Regions from separate parts of the Anas platyrhynchos genome. Here region 1 is linked to region 2. Evidence: chromatin contacts called from public Hi-C data. All regions are on one chromosome and are shown on one strand. The core of a region is the stretch at or near the end of the contact, and the rest is flanking DNA. Distances in the headings are between cores, read along the strand shown. Region 1 overlaps SLC2A9 (solute carrier family 2 member 9). Region 2 has its middle 19 kb from the start of SLC2A9.

Region 1 (2,700 bases), core at 112-2,611, 38 kb before region 2:
AAAGATCAAATATAAAGCAGGAACAATTTATGTATTAGATTTTTGTAAGTGACAACTATCTGATTAAAAAAGGTGTTAAGGAATTTCATTAATAACAGAAGGTATTATTTACCCTGCAAATAGTGTTGTTAAAACAGATCAATTCCTATGCAAATGAGACCATGCAAGTCAATGCTTCTCATACTATTTGTGTAAAATATCAAATAGTTCCAATATTAATGTGCCATTGCTGGAGTCTGGTATGGTATGACTTCAATACATCACAGAGCATTCCTATGGTACCAAATTATTTAGTTAGAGCTCTCCTCCACCACAGATACTGTAGACACCTCAGCTTCCAGAAACACCTGTTCTCTTAAGTAATGAATTGATACAGTGTTACAAAATTTATAATTTGTCTTTTTTTTTTTTTTTTTTTTTTTTTTTTAACAATATCTGCAGTGTTAGTACTAGAGTGTTTACAAGGTGATGTATTTCTCTATCTGGATTTCAGTATTTCACAGAATTTACAATCTTATCTCCTCTACTGAGTATTTGACAAACACAGGAAAATATTTGTTGACAAATTTCAAAAAATTGTTTTTTATCAGGTTTAAACTATCCCTCCTTCCCTGAGTCAAACCCTAATGTTGCTAAATTTGAGAATTTGCTAACTATCAACTCCAGGCATTACTTACCACTTCTCCAAAGTATTCTTCACTCTCAATGCTTTCTGAAATTCAGTCAGTTCAGAAGCAACTTTTGGATTGCTAGAGCAGTTCTCTTCTCTGAAATAGGAACAGCTGAATTACTGAACTAAGCATTGTGCCAGCTTTAACTTTTTTATACCTTTTCAGAACTAATAAATAATTAACAATAATAATAATAATAAAAAATAAGACACTGGCTGGAATTCATGCAATAAATCTTTTTTTATCCAATAGAAAATGAACTGCCTTGTATGGCTGCAATACTATACAAGAGGTCTTTGTTTCCATTGCCACATGGTGTGAAAAAGCTTTACTTCCCACATTTGAACCAATAGCCATTTGAAATGTAAATGCCTAAGGCTAGAACCTGCATTCATGTACTCTTACTTGTTTACAAATGACCTGATTCAGGAACACCCACAGCATTCCATGTGCATAAATGACATTTAATAGTGATGTGTTGGGCCAGTACTTGTGTGTAAGAATGCGTAGTACTCACTTGTCAGGAGTCACACCTTTACAAGGCTTTGAAACTTTGAGACAAGACATACTGTACGGTAACAAAAAGCACGGTAGCTCATAAAAAGATTTAGCCTGTCTCTTGTTATGACTTTGTGCCATAGAGAGGAACTTCATATCAGTGTTGGTTTAAATACTAAACAAAACATGGGTCAGGACAAGGCTGTAACAGTTCTGACTACCTGTGTTGTCAGTTCCGCATATCACAAAGCTAAGTGGAGATAAGAACAATCTTAGGTATGAGAAAGTGTGCTCCATGTTGCCTTTTCCCTGCATATTGCTTACTCTAAAAAGCCATTGCATGTTAAGTTAGGCTCATCAGCATTTCTTCAAGGACACTGATAGCTAATGTAATTGTATTATCTATATTCTTGCAAGTACTTAACTATCCAAGATGCACTAGGTAGAGAGGCAGCTGTACAGATATCAGTTGGCTGAAATTCCAAATTCTAGATGAGATTTGAAGTAACTTTGTTCAAGTTGGCATTATTGAGCATGTGGTGCTTGGTTTGTCTTTCAGGTTATGACCTGGCAGCTCCTATGGATCATTTTTGACACTGTTGCATAAACGTCAATGAAGGTAAAAAAGGGATTGAGTCCTCAAAAGATATTATCATCAAATTTACTTCAGCTTAACATGGGCATCCTTCTTCAGTTACAAGGAGACTATTATGAAAGCATCGCTTTTGAGGGACAGGAAAGAAGTTCTGTATAACATTCTCTAGCGTGTTTATCTAAAAACATCCTTAAACTTGGCACCCAACATCTTATAATTAAGAGCAGCCCGCTCTGTGCTAGAACTAATCCTTTCAGACTAAACAAAACTACTTCTTTGATCTAAGCTTTCCCTAGTTTTAGATTGGTTTATGAAGTTTGTATCAGCTTGAGCAAGAACACAAAGAAACCATCTCAAGGGCAATTTACATAGTCATGATCAAGAAATAGGACAAACAAATTAAGAATTACTTTGTTAGATACCACACAAAAAAGAATCAAAGATTTTTTTTTTAATTGAAGTTATAAACTGAAGAGAAAAAAGAGAGACAATATTTACAAAAAAGCCTAAGTTGAAAGGTCACTAAGAGAATATTCAGAGAAAAGTCAGTGAAATTTTAATTTCATGTTCAAGAAGAATTTTTTCATTGTTATGAAGTTAGAAACAGAAATGCCAGAATAAATATGATAACCAGAGTTGTAACAACCATAAATAAACTTGATAACCAGTGTTTGTAGCTATATGTGAATGCTTGTTCACACTTGTGAACAATGTGGTTGGTTTCTATGCAAGCAAGCCCCATGCACAAATTCAGTCTCAAATTGGTAAACCAAATTTATGCTCAGATTTCAGTTCTGCAAAAACTTCCTACTCTGGCAAAGCAGTAGAATATAGGTTAGTTTTAAACCCAGTTCTATAGGACAATTAGGCATGTACATTCTTCACTAGCAAAAGAGAATTACTCACTTCTCACTGAGTCAAAACCCCAAAACTGTG
Region 2 (2,700 bases), core at 195-2,694:
ATGTTAGGTAAGAAGTGCAAAACTCAGATCATATAAAATCTGTACTCCTGTCCCACTTGACAGGAATGACAGGAACGTGACTCAAAACTGTAAATGGGATTCTCCCTTCAAGTGTACACCACTGGTATGTGGAATGGGCTTTGACATGGCTACAATACAAATTAGGACTATGGAATTTCAGATAAAGAAAGGTTCACTTCTGCAGCACAACTGAGCCAGTCAGCTGCAGTAGACTCCCACAGATGTGAATGGCACCTGTCGGGCAGCACCATGAAGCGTAATACGGCCACCTTGAAAGACCTTTCCTTCATATCAGTCCTTTGTTGGCTCAGCTGGCCAACTCTTGCGCAGTCCAGCTGTGATGTTCTCTGGGCATTCACGGTTGTCAGGGCAGGGTCAGCAACTCTCTCTGGCTCCAGCTGTTTGTACAATTGATTTTGCTACCTTGTTATATACTTCAGATTTTACCTCTACTCTCACCAATTCTCTGTTAACCTAGATATTAATAAATCAAGTTATGCTGACCACAATACTTAAGGAATTGATTTAACTCATTGTTTTGGTAAGTCATAGATGATATGGTCCCCTAATAAATTGACTTATTGGTTCATATTTTGTTTCAGCATCAAAGTGACTATACAAAGCACCACTGTTTTCAGCTTTGAGTTTCTCCTAACTGATCAGCCACCTCACTGACTCCCTTAGCACTGCGCAGCCCTTCCAGTAACCAGTGCCAAAGCTCCAGTGCATCCACCTTCTCCCACCATCTTCCCTGTTTGCTGCTCCCTCTCGCCTGCATTACAAAAGGAAAACTCATCTTCTCTTGGATTCAAATTTGGTCAGGCAACACTTTCTCTGCCCTCATAAGAAATGATTGTTACAGACTTATCATTAAACAAATAAATACTACATATAGTCAAAATTATAAGTACATATTTCTGATATTATTTATGTTTTTAGCTCTTTTTTTTTTTTTTTTTTTTTTTTTTTTTGCCTAGGTTACAGCCTCTAGTAATCTTTGTACTTTTCTATATAGTATGTGACTGAAAGAGACTTCTTTCCTGAGATGGTAATTTGCTGATCTGATACAAAGCACTGACTCTCGGCTCCTTATCAGACTTCTTCCCCATTAGATCAGTGCCCTGCTATATGGTACTTTGCTCACTGATAGTGCTGTGCAAATGAACAGCAGCAGCAGAAAGCTGGGTAGAAGGCACACAAACATAACTGAGATGTGGGCTGTTTGGCCAGAGCTGTGAACTATCCCTGTTACTGTGCATGCTGTAGATTGAAATCACACACGGGAACAGGTAGGTAAGTAATTTCTGAAACAGAAGTAATTTCGAAGTGTCAGTGGGGGATATCGCAATCTGCTGGAAATAGGTGGAAAAGCAGAAGTGGGAGATGTAATTGCCAGTGCTACTCTGCCACCTGGTGCTAGAGCCGTGTCCTGGCAGGTCACAGCATCTGCCCTCCTGGCAGTTCACTCCTTCCTGGGCTAGGGCTGGCACAGGACGAGTGCCTCTCCTCGCAGTGCTGCCAGGATTAAATCTAGTAATTTAGGAAACGTATGCACCCCATTACCAAAGATAACTGTCAAGAAGTTATTTGACCTTTTATGACTTCTAATACAAGCAATTATCATTCTCCTTTGTGTAGAGCAGCTCTGGGGACTAAATAACACCCTATAACATAGGAATTATTACTTGCAAAGATGTAACTACTAGCTAGTCCTTTTTATTTGGCACTTAAGATCATTGTCATTCTTAATGTCTAAATCTAAAAATCATCAAATACATGAATGATCTGATGAGGGGTCTTAACCCCTCCCTTACCCTGATGTTTCCATTTTACATTTTTCTATGATGCAGGTGTTGCTGTGGCTCTAAACTGAGGTATCGCATAATCTGCTGTGCACATCAATTTTTTTTTTTCCTTTTTATTTATTTATTTTTAAACAGCTTGGGATGGGATTCTCCATTAAGGTTATTAGCAAAACTCAGCAGGAAGGGTCTCTTTCCATATCCATATAGATGCTGTCGAGAAATCTGCAGAAATGTCTCTAAGTACCTCTCATCACCTTGTTTGGCTGTAGCAACTTCTCCACGCTACCTCCCCATCCCACACCACTACTCCTGCCTTGTGGGGTTGTGGCCAGGTACAGTTACCATGACCACAGTTTCTGCACTGATAGTGATGCTGAGAACTTTACAGAGCAGCAGCAACCCAGCATTGCCCTGGCAGGTCAGCGTGCTGTGTGCTAGACCTCCAGAGGAAGCATGGTACAGCAGGTAGCAAGTTGCTGCATGGGCCATGCACAGGCTGCAGACTGCATAAAAACAAAAAGCTACAGAAAACACAGGTTGTATATGCCAACCCAAAAATTACTTCTGGCCTATGATCAGAGCCTCTGAATCACAGCACAAATGCCTGTTATTCACCCCTGGCTATGAGTGCTTCAGGGTACTGTTACTCCCAGGAAACCCCTCCCTTCCCATTTTAATGTTATGCAAGTGTTATGGAGCAAAGCAAATCCACAGTCAAGCACTGGGACCTGGCTGACACATCGAGGAGCTCTCAGGTAGTCTGAGCCCCTGACATCTCAGCCTGACTGAGGTTGATAAGCCATGTTTTCAGGGGTTGCTAAATACGGATGACTCATTTGTTCATGTGGAACAGACTCACCGTAAATCATGCAGA

Evidence for each region. A called contact is a pair of places that touch in the nucleus more often than the background predicts.
Region 1: a Hi-C map of F1 follicle shows a contact between it and region 2, with 2.6 times the contacts expected there. The contact joins two enhancer-like sites. A contact is called at or near these places in 4 of 8 Hi-C or Micro-C datasets (F1 follicle, liver, skeletal muscle and 1 more).

What each region holds. Positions count from the first base shown.
Region 1 is chr4:66,218,317-66,221,016 of IASCAAS_PekinDuck_T2T, reverse strand. SLC2A9 (solute carrier family 2 member 9) reads right to left here. Exons shown (of 16, transcript XM_027457389.3): 4 at 678-767. Among named protein-coding and RNA genes, the nearest start is that of SLC2A9, 19 kb to the right of the region's middle. Within about 2 kb of position 1,361, at least 4 of the 8 cell types and tissues checked have an H3K27ac peak or open chromatin away from gene starts, as enhancers often do. A contact at or near this core is called in F1 follicle, where this site is marked.
Region 2 is chr4:66,180,790-66,183,489 of IASCAAS_PekinDuck_T2T, reverse strand. No RefSeq gene overlaps it. Among named protein-coding and RNA genes, the nearest start is that of SLC2A9, 19 kb to the left of the region's middle. Within about 2 kb of position 1,444, at least 3 of the 8 cell types and tissues checked have an H3K27ac peak or open chromatin away from gene starts, as enhancers often do. A contact at or near this core is called in F1 follicle, where this site is marked.